Regions from separate parts of the Triticum aestivum genome. Here region 2 is linked to region 1. The links are chromatin contacts, called in public Hi-C maps. All regions are on one chromosome and are shown on one strand. Each heading gives the region's core, a stretch centred on a gene start, on an enhancer-like site or on the middle of the called end of the contact. The rest is flanking DNA. Distances are from core to core; before and after follow the strand shown. Region 1 holds the start of LOC123119622 (cyclin-A3-2). Region 2 holds the start of LOC123119623.

Region 1 (7,575 bases), core at 3,538-6,037:
ATGGGAGGTCCCCTCCTGGAGAAATTTGAGGCTGTTATTACCCAATCTCACACCCTTCCTCAAAGCATAGCTGGCAAGAACAAAAAGTGGGGCCCTGTGGTTTCTACTAGGGCCGGCACTAGAAAAAAGAAGGATGGGAAACCTACTCTGCAGAAAGCTCAAGAATTGAAACAAATCAAAGATCTGGACCTACCAAAAAGAGGTAAAACATGTACTCAAAATTCTTTTGCTTGTCTGGATGATGATGTGCTTATCTCCACTGCTGATTGCTCAGGTATTAACTTGAGTTCTAGTGGGTGCAATATTAATAAGAATATTGCTGTGATTAAGAACATTGAACTTCAGAGACTTGATAAATTTAATCAAGATAACCCTGAAGTTTTTCTTCCAGCCAATATAGATATTTCTGGTGAAGAATTTAATGTTGTAACCACAAGTTCAGGGGCTCAAGTTGAAACTGGTGATGACCCACATATGAATGTGGACTAAGAGCCAGATTCCCCCTGGATTGAGGTCAATTTTTCTAATTCTGGTAGGAGTAGAGGAAAACTTGATTTTATTGTTAAATGATTGGTCTATTCTGGAACATTAGAGGCCTGAATGGGCCTATCAAATGCAACAAGTTGAAAGAGCTTATTATAGCTCATAAACCTGATTTTATTAGTATTTCAGAATCTAAGAAAGAAGACTTCACCCCTCTTCAGCTGGAAGTCTTTGATGTTAGATCCTGCTTCACCTGGAAATGGCTCCCTGCTAATAACACTACTGGAGGCATTCAGGTAGGGATTAGGGGATATCTTTTTGATATTGTTTGCTGTGACATACACACTTATAGTGTCTCTTGTTTGCTCAAAAACAAACAAGATGGATCTTCTTGGGTATTGATCTCCATTTATGGTCCTGTTTATGATCAATATAAACTGGACTTTATTAATGAGCTGCACAACTTGCTTACTGGTTGGACCGGTCCAACTCTGGTAGGTGGTGATTTCAATTTAATTAGAGAGGCCAGTGAGAAAAACACTGGTCTGACTAATCAGCACTGGAAAGATTTGTTTAATGACTGGATCAACAAATTTACTCTACTTGAGCTGGAAATTAATGGCAGAAAATACACCTGGGGCAATAACCAAGATTCCTTGGTTATGGCCACTATAGATAGGGTGTTTATATCCACTAACTGGGCAGCCTCTTTTCCTAATGTTCATCTCAGAGCCCTACCCAGGGTAGGGAGTGATCACACCCCTTTGGTGTTGAATACTTGTGCTTTCTCCATACCTAAAGAGAAGGTATTTAGATTTGAGAAATGGTTTCTTGAAGTAGAAGGCTTTAGGGAGATAGTCTATAAAGCCTGGAATACTAAATGTTGCTTAACTAAGGCCATTGATATTTGGCAATTCAATATTAGAAATACTAGGAAAGCTATTAAAGGTTGGTGTGCTAATTATGAGGCTGCTCAAAACAGGCACAAGCAGGCCTTGATAGCTGAATACAACTGCGTAGACATTTTTTCTGAGTCTCACCCTCCCTCACCTAATACTAAGCAGAGAATGAAAACTATTGCAGGTGAGCTGAATGATATATGGAGGAATGAAGAGATCAAAGCTAAGCAGAGGTCTAGGGAGAGGGAGATTCTAGAAGGTGACCTTAATACTGGTTATTTTAAAGCTGTGGCAAGTCAAAAAAGAAGGAAGAAGCAGATCCTGATGCTGGAAAATGATGAAGGTACTGTTACTGACCCTGAAGGTATCATGAATACTACTGTTAATTACTATAAAAAGTTGTTTGGCTTCGTAGATAAAATTGATATCACTCTGAAAGATGACTTTTGGAGTGAGGATGAATTAGTCTTTGAAGCTCATAACAACATTTTAGATGCTGCTTTTACTGAGAAGGAAATAAAGGATGCTGTATTCAACTCTTGTGCTGAAGGAGCGCCAGGCCCTGATAGCTTTCCTTTTCTATTTTATCAGCAATTCTAGGACCTTATTAAAGGTGACCTATTTGCTCTATTCAGGGATTGGGAGAAAGGAGAATTAGACCTTTATAGGCTTAACTTCTCCCTACTAACTCTAGTTCCTAAAGAGATTGAGGCTATTAGAATGGAGAAATTCAGACCCCTTGCCATGATTAATTGTAGCTTTAAAATCTTTGCAAAGTGCGCCACTACTAAATTTGGCCCCATTTGCAATGATCTGATAGCACTAAACCAGACAGCTTTCATTAAGGGGAGATTTATTGCTGAGAGTATTATTACAGCTCATGAAATTGTTCATTCTGTACACTCTAGCAAATAGTCTGGTTTTGTGTTCAAACGAGATAATGAAAAAGCCTATGACATGACCAATAGAGAATTATTGATAGATATGATGAGGAGGAGAGGTTTTAGTAATAAGTGGATGAGTAAAGTGGAATCTCTCATCTTTAAGGGTTCTGTTGGTGTCAGAGTTAATGACAATAACAATGAATACTTTGTCCCTGGCAAAGGTGCCAGGCAAGGAGACCCATTCTCGCCCCTCCTTTTTAATCTAGTTCTTGATGTTTTTACTAGAATTTTGGTTAAGGCCTCTATAAATAACAAGTTGGAAGGCTTTTTCCCATCTCAAATCCTGCAGGTATCATCAGTATGCAATATGCTGATGACACCTTGCTCTTTTTGAGTAAAAATTTATCTTATGCTAAAAACCTTAAGTGGTTACAGTCTTGTTTTGAACAGTTATTTGGGATGAGGATCAATTTTTATAAATGTGATCTGGTCCCTATTAACATTGACCGAGAGGAAGCTAATATATTTGCTCAGGTCCTTGGTTATAAGCTTGGAGATTTCCCCATTAAATATTTAGGGGCTCCTCTCCACTATAGCAAACTTATAAAAGAGGATCTACAACCTACCATAGATAAAACCATTAAGAAAGGGGCCGGTTGGAGAGGTAGATTACTTTCCTCTGGTAAGAGGCTTACCCTTGTTCAATCTTGCTTATCTAGGATTCCTTGCTATCTTATGGGGATTATGAAATTCCCTAAGTGGGCCACTAAAATGATTAGCTCTCAACTTGCTCACTATTTTTGGGATGATTATTGGGGGCATCATAAATACCACCTTGCTTCTTGGGGGAATATTTCCATCAAGAAACAATATGGTGGCTTGGGCATCCCTGACATTGCTGACATGAATCTTAGCCTGCTTGCCTCCTGGTCCAAGAGATATTTTAATGATGATGGTAAAATTTGGAAACAAGTTATTGATGCCAAATACAGAACTCGTAGTCCTAACATCTTTGCCTGTCCTGATACTGGAGCCTCCCCTCTTTGGAAAGGAATACTTTGGGCTATTTTAGCAGCCAAGGTTGGCTTTTCCTGGAAGGTGGGTAATGGCAAGAGCGTTAGATTTTGGGAAGATCGTTGGATTGGCAATACTACACTTGCTACCAGTTATTGGGAGCTGTACAATATTGCTAATTCAACTAATGTCTCCATCAGTGAGGTTTGGGATGGCACGACCTTGAAAATCAACTTTAGGAGGTGCTTTTCGCCGGACATGCTTGCTGCTTGGAATGAGCTTTTTAGTGCAGTTAAGGACCTGGTTTTGAATGATAGTGATGACACTATCATTTGGGACTTGGAGTCCAAGTGGGTTTACATAGTTAAATCCTTTTATAACTTTGTGAATTTTAGAGGAGTGATTCTAGATAACATTATGACGATTTGGAATGCTAATGTTCCTCAGAGAATTCAGATTTTCCTTTGGTTGCTAGTTAAGAACAAGCCACTAACCAGGGACAATCTTCAGAAAAGACAACATGTAGCAGATGCTACCTGTCTTTATTGCAATGAACTAGAATATGTAAATCATCTATTTTTTGATTGTGTGGTTTCGAGAGAACTCTGGAGAGAGATTTTTGGCTCCCTAGGGGGCGACATCGAGCTTAACTCGTATGGGTTCCTTTAATGGTGGTCTAGAAATTGCAACAAAACTGTGGATATTATGCTTCATGCAGCTGCATTATGGACTCTCTGGAGATATCGAAACGATATGTGCTTTAATACTGTGCCTTGGCTTGGGATGCAGATTCTGTGGCAAAGGACAGTTTCCTTTTTGGCCTCGTGGGAGATCAGGTGTGCGGATCCCGCCAAGAGGAGATGTCGTCTCTTGGTGCAAAGACTGGAACAAATGGCACGAGCACCGCCCCTCCTACTGTGGCCGGACCCTGGCTAGGCCTGAACCAATGCTCTGGAGCGACAAGACCTCACTTCAGGTCTGGATTCTCGCTCTGAAGACCTGGGGTTTTTAGATGCGCCCGGTGCAATTTTTTTTTCTGATGTTCATTGCTTGCGCTGATGTATGATGTACTTGATACTTTTATTTCGCTCTCTTGCTCTCTTGCTCCTTGAGGAGCGTAGATCGTCTAGAGTTTCCGTGCTGGGGCAGCATCTCTGTTGTTTTATTCCCCCTGCACGCCTTGTAGCTCCAAAAACAAATGTTCTGTGGTTTCGTTATTGCAATGGAACCGGGGCGTGAGTCCTTTTCCTCTAAGAAAAACTCACGGTCTCTCGCAAAAAGAAAAAAAAGTACTATATTTTAATAACGATGACACCACCACCGAAATACAATTTCGTGGCCAAAAAGTGTTGGGCCAAGAAAAGAGAAACCCCCGATCCGGAGTGTGCTGTTTCGCGCTGGAACGCGGAAGGCCCAGTACGATTTCGGAGGGGGAGCTGGCGGGCAGGCAGGCGCCGCGGGATTTCCGTATTATTTTAAAACTTTTACCGCCCACCTCTCACCAGCACGTGCGCCCCACTCCATCCAAAATTCCCCAATCCTATAGCAAGCGAAAATCCTATAGAGCTCAGCAAGCGAAACCCGGCGCAGCGCGGGCTTCTTCTCCCTCCCTCCTCTTCGAATTCGCGTGTTTTGGCGGCCATCTTCCCTCCCATTCCTCCAATCCCCTCTACATAACGCAACCGCCGCCGCCTCCCATCTCCCCTCGCCGCGCACCGAATCCCAAACCCTACCCCCGCCGCCCCGGGGAGCACGAGCCCGCCGACCATGGCCGACAAGGAGAACGCGGCCCCCGCCGCGGAGGCTGGCCCCCGGCTCACCCGTGCCGCGGCCAAGCGCGCCGCCACCTGCTCCGCGGGCCCCTCCGGCGGCGCCAAGCGGAAGCGGGTGGCGCTCAGCGAGCTCCCCATCGTCTCCAACGCGGGGGTCGTCCTCCGCCAGCCGTCGAAGCCCGCCAAGCCCGCGGCTGCGGCCAAGGGGGAGGAGGAGCGCGGGGGCTTGAGCAGGTGCGCGTCCACCTCGCCGACCCCCGCCGAGGAGGAGGTCAGCGGCGGCGGCGGCGGCAGCGAAACCCAGCTCAGCGGGTCCTACGCCTCCGACATCTACACCTACCTCCGCACTATGGAGGTACGGCACTCCCGATTCCTGATCTCCATTTCTGGCCGTCGGATGCCTCGATCCGTCGGCGCTGGGGTTGGGTGGGAACGACTGGTCTGATGTCTAATCATTGGTTCGTCCGAATGGGGTGTGCAGGTGGAGGCGCCGCGCCGGCCGGCGGCAGACTACATCGAGACCGTGCAGACGGACGTGACGGCCAACATGCGGGCTATCCTAATCGACTGGCTCGTCGAGGTTGCCGAGGAGTACAAGCTCGTTGCCGACACGCTTTACCTCACAGTCTCCTATGTCGACCGCTTCCTCTCCGCCAACCCGCTCGGCCGCAACAGGCTGCAGCTCCTTGGTGTCGCTGCAATGCTCATTGCCTCGTAAGCGCAGCCTCCTGCCCCATTTCCTTGAAGGGTTCGAAAAGATTTTGTGGATTGAGTTGGATTGGCTTTGGGGTGGTTGCAGGAAGTACGAGGAGATCAGTCCCCCGCATGTGGAGGACTTCTGCTACATCACGGACAACACCTACACCAGGCAGGAGCTTCTCACCATGGAGAGCGACATACTCAAGCTCCTCAACTTCGAGATAGGCAGTCCGACCATCAAGACCTTCCTCAGGTGGCATACTGTCACTGACCCAATAGTTCATAATCTCTGAATATTTTCATTCCGTGTCCAACTGAATCTTTGTGCATTCCCCCCCTGTTTTGCTAATTTCAGGCGGTTTACAAGATCTGGCCCAGAAGACAAGAAGGTGACTACTACCAATCCTTTAAATTCTCCATATTGGATCCATTTGATTTAATTCTTCCTCAACTGCTTATGTGTGTGGGTGCCTGAAGTTATTCTTGCATGCTTGTCACAGCGCTCCAGCTTATTACTGGAGTTCATGGGTAGCTATCTTGCTGAGCTGAGTCTTCTGGACTACAGCTGTCTCCGGTTCTTGCCATCAGTGGTTGCTGCTTCATCACTTTTTCTTGCTAGGCTGACCATTGGACCAGACACTAATCCTTGGGTAAGAGTGGAGAAGTAGAATGTGAAAGCTTGAAATGTTGCTTTTGATATTTGAAGTTCTCAAAGCTAAAGCTATCCTGTGATTATGTGGTTGCAGGGCAAGGAAATGCATAAACTGACAGGCTACAAGGCATCAGAGCTGAAGGATTGCATTATAGCCATACATGATTTGCAGCTCAATAGAAAGGGTCAATCGTTACCAGCAATTCGAGACAAGTATAAGCAACACAGGGTATGCTCAACTCCAACAGTTATGTAATATTCCTTTGGTGTTGTTATGCTTGTATTGTTTGGTCTAATTCTCTAATCATTTGGAACAGTTCAAATGTGTATCGATGTTGCTTCCTCCTGTCGAGATCCCTGCATCGTACTTCCAAGACTTAACAGAATAGTTGTTCCTGGACCGCTCCACTGTAAAGCTAATAACTCTGAGCTCATCTTGAGCTCCTTGTGATAAGGGAGAATTACAGTTTCAGAGCAGGTTCTCAGACAAGTTAGAATGCTGGAAGCTGTTTAGATGCTTGAGGTTTAAAAGCTTAACCAGGAGCTTTTCAAATTCATTTAGGAGCTAGGTTTATCACAAGTAGGAGGCCAGGCATTCTCTTCTTTTGTAGAATTGTACTTCTGTATTATATCTTAGAACAATGTGCCTTGGTCTGTTTGGCCACATATTTGTAATGTTTGATATATGTTCATCCATTGTCTTTGCTGATTTTTCTTCTTCTTTTGATCTGTTACCTGTGAGTGTGCTTGCAATACCTATGACCTACCTTTCTACCAAGGGGTTGTATTAGAAATATGCCTAAATAACATAGCTTGCATGAATAATCATACTTGGCAAGATGCTTATTTTTCACTATCTAACTATCATCTTGATAGCTTGTTAGTGCAACATTCTTTATTGAATCAAAATCCAAGAGGCCCGAGTCATTTCCAATGAATGATCAACCCATTTGCTGCCTATAAGGTGTTCACTTCTGAATGACTCGTTATAAATTTGATGGCACTTCTTAATTCTTTTCTGATGGCAACTGATGTAGCCGAAACTTCCTAAATAGTTACATATTTATTATTTATTCTTGCTAATGAATGTGCAAGCAAAGTTTGTGCACTAGTCCATTGCATTTTTCAACTTGATGGACTATAATGAAGTGATGTGTCAAATTGTTGTATCT
Region 2 (7,575 bases), core at 3,682-6,181, 350 kb before region 1:
AAGGTCTACCCTTCTTACTTAATGATTTTGTGAAGCCTTCAAAATTAGAAAAATATATTCTAAAGAGATGCAGATTGCAAAGCTACAGAGAAGAACATTTGATCAAGCTGCTTGTGCTCTGTTACTATATGTTGTTCATGCCCCCGAATATCTTGCTGCCTAGGCTGCCAGTGTGTCACCACCACGGTCGATAGAGCAGAGCGTGATGTGATCCTACAATGGTGTAATGGGGATGGCAGTGGAAGGTAGGAGTAGGTGTAGGACAAGACAACGAAGGTAAGGCATCTCAAGAAGGACCTGCTCATGTAGGAATGGCCAAGGGCAGAGAAACTGCGGTAGAGAAAGGAGAAGTGGAGGACCTTTCGTGAAGGAGGGAATTGGCGGCGACGCTAGGTCCGCCGGGGCGATAGTGGGGAATCGTGATCCAACATTGATCGGGACGTGTGAAACAGGGACTTACCGACTGGGCCTACCTAGGCCGAATCGTGAGAGAGATTGTCGGAGGACCACTCAAAGTACAAAGGGAGGGGGACGAAAACCGAAGCGAAATGGGAACCTTATGCATTCAGATATATGAGAGAATAAGTTACTCCTCTTGAACTAGAAAAATGTCTTACCTTTAGATAGAGAGGAACTAACTTTTATAATACAACACACACACACACACATGCACATATTATATACACCTTGGCATCGATGATCATTGGTGATGGTCAAATGGAAAAAATACAGCATGCTCCGTGGCTTGGAGGCGCAAGACGAAGGATGTCGTCCAATCACTTCCGCTATTTTCAAGGCCACCAATGGTAATGTCAAGAAGTCTCCAATGGACGGTGCATGGATAAGGAACATAAACACATTGGCGGGAATTAGGGTGACCCAATTGTTCACATTGTGGACCTTGATGATACATAACCATGTCCATTTTTTAAAATCTCACTTCAGATGGCACCTACTCAACCTATCATGCTCAATTTGAAGGCATTATTGTCACAATCATGCGGCTGGTCATTTAGAACAATTGCCCCGCCCCTCCACCATCCCCCCCACACAACATAAATTCTTTGTTTGCCATATATGTGAAGATAGAGTTGGACCGCGGATCACCTCCAAAATAGAGGTTTGTATGATTGTGATCTTTGTTCACTTTTTAGGAGGAACCGGAGACCTTCACTCACATTCGCTTCAAATGCCACCTCACCGATGGCATTTGGACCATGATATGGAATTGGCTAGGTTTGCCGAACATGGGGCATTAATTCTTGGGCTAACTTCAGATCGATCTTTGAATGGTGGTTTTCAGTGATTCATCTCAGTGGTGAGCAAGCCATGTCATCTTTAGTCATGTTGGTGTCTTGGACGATTTGCAACAAAAGGAATGCATGGGTTTTGCAAAACCATTCTTCATTACTGTCTATCATCGTCGCCATGATTAACCAAAAAGCCGAATATTGGGCAACCATCGGGGCTAAACATTTGAGATGCATCATGCCGTGAGAGTAGTTCCTTTCAGTATCCCGCCCACATATGTTGTTTGTACATATCGAATTGTCTTCTCGGTCAATAAAATGTCACAAAGCTTTTGCCCTTGTTTCAAAAAATACCAAAAGTGAGTTAGAGATAGTTAAGACTAGGATAATTAATAAATTAGCACATGGCCCTCACTATTTGCAAGTAAGTTTTAGAGGACGCAAAATCATTATTGACTTAGTGAATCACACTTGACACTAAATTGCCGCTGCTTTCCAAAATTGCTTACCTATCCTCCTAGCTTCCACACCATCTAGAAAACATACAACGATGTTAATTCGACTGTCTTGACAAATAAAAAGGCATGTCATGGAGTTCCCAACACACGATACATGCCAAACCGAGATCCTTGTAGATCATTTGTCGGAGACTATCAAGAGATCGTCCATATGCACTAACAACTATCATGCGATAATGAGGTGCAAATGATTCTAGTTATTAGCGTGACGCCTCCATTGAGTGACATGGCTCTCTTTGTCCTCGTGAAGTTTGCGCAGTGAGGCCAGGTCTCGGATTTTTCATTAGGAGAATATGTTTTAGCGCCCGTGTATCAATGCCTTTGGAAAGGAACCTTTTTGATATCTGGGTGAAACTCATCGTCATCTAAGCTCTCACACACATTGTCATCGCTAGGCCCGATCATTGCATGGATCATCAGGGCTTGTCTTGATCTGCCATTGCCTCGACTGACAACCGTCAGCATCACTCCTATTAAGGCATGAACTATGGAGGCCACACCAAGCGCTAGCCTCATCTATCTGAAGCACTAAAACCACAGTTCAAACCATGCACCACCCAAAGGAAGTAGTGGTTCAGCCTGCCACTTACCCTAATCTACTTTTTTCCTAGTACGATATTGTTATAATGGACTTATCTTACATGATAGGCCACATGCGATACAACCAGGTCTCTCTCTCTTGTCGTACCCAAACCATACACAAAACTATTATACGTGAGGTAGTCCCGCAACACTTTTTCCTACCCTACACGCCTAAATTTCCCCCCTCTCTCTCCGCTACTAGGTATTTCTTTTTACCTAGAGCATCGACCTCCTCTGCAAGCAACACCGACATGCTTGAAGCTATACTGAACCTACAGACTGCAGTCTGATTCTACGTGGCTCCGTGGGGCGGTGCATTGGCCATGCCTTTACCTACTTAGTGGATCACACAAGCTGCCAAAACGACTACCATCCAAAGTATGACTGATACGAGTGAAAGGAGATGCCTGAGGATCCGCCAAATGGTTTTTGAAAGGTTCTCGGGAGGAGACACACGAAACACCGACAAGAGTGAGAGGAAGGCGGCAACGACGACTTACGAGAAAGGAAACCTATTCCTCCATGGATTGCAAGCAGGCTCCCAAGGGGTTGTGTGTTTTCCTGGCAATAGCTTAATTTTTTTAAGATAGTTTGAATTGCTTACCACGTATGTCACATGATAATAACTTGATGAATTGTTCATTCCAAGATCGACCTTGTAGTATATGATTGATTTTACAGTTACTTGTTCTTTTGTGGGAAATTACGGTTATGTCAACGGACTAACCGTGCGCAGACAAATCATCATATGTCGTCGTTGTGAATTTGTTTCGTGAGTATCGTCAGTGCAATGATGAGTCAAAGAACCTGCTTCGTTGGTAGCACTGGCTAATTAAGCTGGTCTTGGACGGCAGCTCACTAGTCACTAAACAAATCGCATCGTTGACAAAACCAATCTAGCTGCTTAGCCGCCCCGCATCCAACAACCATGTGATTTTTGTGAATTGTGATCGCCTGGTCACGGCAGACAAATCCCTACACGTTTGACCCAGCGATCAACTGACCATGCATCACGGTTCACAAAGCTCGCGTGCTAAACCAACACAGCTAACTTACGTGCTTAGTTATTCCATAATTTGCTGCAAACGAGTTTGTGATGATGTTTTTTCGTGTGAATCAATTTATGGTTGAATGGTTAGAATGACAAAGCCCATCAGGGTTTAAGTTGTAAACAGGAATTTTATATCTTCCAGCGATGTGTCATTGAAAGGAGATGTTCCCGTTGACTACAAAAACTTCTCTGACTACTTTCAATCTCAAGATGATGTATGGTCTCAGTTTTTTGAAGTTGGTCATAAAGATAGAGTATATATGTGTTTATAGTAACGAGTGTATGAGCGTCCATGTCTGTACTATGTAAAAAAAGTATGATGTTTTTTCCGTGTGATTGGACTGCGCGTTATAGTGTACAACTCGGAATTTTTTCTTTTTTGGCGATTACAACTCGGAGTTTGTGATGACTTTTGGAGCCTACACATTACAGTGTGCCGTGAATTGTTCTTTCTCTCTCTCTCTCTCAAGGCTAAGGCGATCTCGCCAGCGCTGTCACAAGAGAGTTCCTTCGCCGGTGGCCTCGCTAGTTGGTCGTGAGGGGGTTGCCGGATCCACACATGTGGATAGTTTTAGGCTAAAGTATCTTAGTTTTTAGGTTGTTCATCGTCTTGGCTTCGGCGGCGATTATGACGGTGTTGAATAAAGTCTCTTCAGATCCTACCCCGATGAGGTGATCGGTCCTATGATTGAGGATGTTTTTGAAATCCAGTCTGTTCAAGTAAGGATGGTGCGGCGGCGGTGGCATCCTCGTGGTGGACATGTGTCCTCAGTCTCCATCGTTGCGACAACATTCGCTCCAGAGCGGCGTGGAGCTTGTGAGGTAGTTCAGGAGCGGATGCAGATTGTGGCTCTGCATCAACGACATCTGAAAGACGGAACGCGTGCTGGGTTCATGGTTGATGGCTGCCAGGTATGGTTTCTCCTTCTGTGTCTTAGTCGTGGTGGTGTGTCAGATCTGAAGTTCGATGGCGTGTCCGGGGTGTTGCCCCGGTCTGATTCGTCCAACGACAATGGCTTCACTTTTGGTGAGCCACCTTAAAGGTCCACAAAGCTGCATATCAGTGATGGAACCGTGTCGAATTTGGGTGAGGAGGTGATCCATCATTTTTTACTTTGGTCACTGCTGTGGTGGTGCCAGAAGCAGATGACGAGTGTTGATGTTCAGCTCAGGGAGTCTTCAATCCTGATTGTATTTTTACTTCTTGGCTGGTAGTGTTTTGTGCAAATGCTAGTGTTCTGTTGTCTATTTAATTTTATCATGTTGATTATTACGTGACTTGTACTCTTTTTATATGAATGAGATGCGTATTACCATAAAAAAACGTTACAGTGTGCCGCGGTACACGGGAACTGGGCCTGTTCTGCTGGCGCAGATGCGGCAATGCTCACTCAGTACGTGACGCGAGGGTGAACGTGACGCGACGGTCCACGCGAGGCCATACGTGGGAAGGCCGGAGCGTGTCCACGCGTTACGTCCCGCCGGGCCCGCATGGCAGTGGCACCCGAGCTGGCGCTTATCCTGGGTCCAGCTAGGCGCCCGCTCGAACCACCACCCACCAACCAAGCACCAGACCTCGCCAGATAATCAGAGAGGAGTCTCGCCGCCGGCGACGGCCGCCCGCACATGCCGATCTCTGCCGGCATCCGCGCGCCGCCGCAAGGGGCGGCCGTGCACGTCCCCGGGAGCCGGCTCCTCCGCGTCCCCGTTCCTCAACTGGCGGCGGGCGGCGTCCGGCGCAGGAGGCTCGGGGTCGTGGTGGCGGCGGCCTCCTCCGCGGCGTCACCCGACGAGCTCCACGCGCGCGGGAGGCATCTCCACGGTTTCCCCGAGGTGAGCGCGATGCCGATGCCGATGCTCCTCCGTGGAGCGGGTGTCTGTCTGTCTGTCCGTGCTAGCGAAAGGAAACTCTGCCCCTTTGTTGGGGCAATATATACAAATTATTATATAGTCATAATCATGTGTGCAACTCCGCAACACAATTTTTTTTAAAATACGATCGTGCAGACAGAAGCTGAAATCATAAGCAGCATAGAATAGGTTACCTGTAGATTGAGGTGTCTCCAGACAGGTGTGATGAAGTTATTTACCTCCCACTGACAAAGAATTAGATTCTTGTGAGCTTCCAGCCTTCCACTGGAAAAAGTTACTCATATCCTATCGAATCGATGTACTAGAATAGGATTAGCATCTTTTAATCCTATCGAGTTGATGTACTGATGCTGTTCATTACCATGACACGCTTGTATTGTTTGCAGAAATCTTTACTTTGGAACTTGATAAAAGATGTAGAACCTTTGGATCTAAGTGTAGTCCAGAGAGATGTTCCTCCTGAAACTGTGGATGCAATGAAGAGGACTGTTTCGGGCATGTTGGGTCTCCTTCCGTCTGATCAGTTCCGTGTTGTCGTGGAGGCCCTTTGGGATCCCTTCTTCAAGTTGGTGATATCTTCAATAAAGACAGGGTATGCTTTTCTCCTGAATCATACCATTCGTATAGATTATAGTTGAATTTGATTGTCTCTGGTCAAAAGAAGACACATTTTGGCATGGTCCTTTTGCAATTGTGTGCATATAAAAGTAGCAAATGACTTGATGTGGAATCTAGGTCAACCCGTTATCTGAGGTGGACTGGAAAAGTACGCCATTAGTGGTAGGCTGGTAGCCTGCTGTAGCATGCTCTTATTATCTCTGTCTAGGAAATCGAAATTCAACGTCACTACTCACTGTAAAAAGGGCAGTTATCAAACAGTTTGCTGCACTTTGAGTCGCACATGTCAAAAACATGTTTTAAGGGTGTGAACCATAAAATCCGATTCATGTTGTATAGTTTCTTTGAGTGTCCGATTTTAATGCTGGTAGAATTGCTGTCTTGTGTACTTAGACGTTTGTCACATAGAATGTGCAAATCCTGCTTGATTTTTTCCATGCCCTTCCATTTGTTATTGAATGACTACATTTGTTTCACAATTTGAGAAGCAGCAGATCAAAACATGCTAGCCAAACTTAATCATTCAGACTTCAGTCTGAAACACTGACCTTGATCAACTTATTTTCATGTGGTAATAGTTGTTAGTAAGAAAAGGATCGAAAACTTGCTTTATTCACTTTTCTAAAACAAGACAGGAAATTTGAACAAGCTCCTGCCCCTTGGTACTTTTTGCTTTCTTATATGCGCACTTGGCTTGCACTGCCTACTCACAAACATGATAAACATGCCAGGTATAATTATCACCTAAAGTTACTTTGTCTGTATTTCAGGTACACTCTGTCTAATGCTGAATACAGGCTCTCCCTTGAAAGAATCCTAGAGTTGTCTGATGATGAAACTGAGTGCAAGGAAAGAGATAGCACTGAATATAGTCACAGTGACCTCGGTTTGGGAGGATCTATTTTGAGATTATCAGAAGACGATGAAGCGACTAATGAATCAGAAAAGAGGGATGACAATTTATTATCGGAAAATATGGGTGGATTAGATAGCTTAAACGCTCAAGCAAAAGAACATATTCTCCAATTGCAGTCTCGCTTGGATTCTATGGAAAGGGTAACATCTATTTCATACTTAATTTGGCAATATAAGATGATTGTTACTCCAACTGTTTCACTACCTCTCAGTCTCTCCTACCTCGGGATACTCCATTTCAAAATGTCTGTGTATTGAGGAAATCAGTAGTGTGGTTATTGTGTTGACTCCGTTCTATACCCCTGTCAATTAACGTTGAGAATGGTTATATAAATAATTTATTTAGTAGAGATATGCATTATGGTCATTTCTTATTTACTTTTCTCAGGATTAGTGCGAAGGACAGGCCTGGTGCAGTGGTGAAGTACTCCCCACTTGTGCCATGAGGTCTTGTGTTCGACGCGGCCTCTCTGCATTGCGCTGTGCAGGGGTGAGGCTTGCCTCGTATAATCCTTCCCCAGACCCCAACTTGTAGCACTGGGCCTGTCCTTTTCTCAGGATCAGTGGGCTGTAAGCATAGTAGGCCGAGGAAAGATATAGTAAAACAGAGTTCTCAGTTTTAGATGTTTATTCTGTTTTTATGAGCAGTCCTATGTATTAGCTATCAAAGCCATGGTGCATTTTTCGCACAGTTACCTTTTTGTATCAAAAATTCACAAGAAGGCTAGTTTCTGTGATGCCTGAGGTCATCTTACTTTCTTCAGCAAGA

What was found. Hi-C and Micro-C count contacts between places; a contact is called where the count stands out from the background.
Region 2: a contact with region 1 is called in a Hi-C map of leaf, with 2.7 times the contacts expected there. The contact joins the promoter of LOC123119623 here to the promoter of LOC123119622 in region 1. A contact is called at or near these places in 2 of 5 Hi-C or Micro-C datasets (both in leaf).

The regions. Positions count from the first base shown.
Region 1 is chr5D:88,607,393-88,614,967 of IWGSC CS RefSeq v2.1, reverse strand. LOC123119622 (cyclin-A3-2) reads left to right here and starts at 4,787. Exons shown (of 7, transcript XM_044539480.1): 1 at 4,787-5,407; 2 at 5,534-5,766; 3 at 5,852-6,004; 4 at 6,107-6,140; 5 at 6,252-6,401; 6 at 6,498-6,632; 7 at 6,721-7,099. The coding sequence starts at 5,048. The coding sequence ends at 6,792.
Region 2 is chr5D:88,960,525-88,968,099 of IWGSC CS RefSeq v2.1, reverse strand. LOC123119623 reads left to right here and starts at 4,931. Exons shown (of 6, transcript XM_044539481.1): 1 at 4,931-5,234; 2 at 5,660-5,865; 3 at 6,662-6,947. The coding sequence starts at 5,028.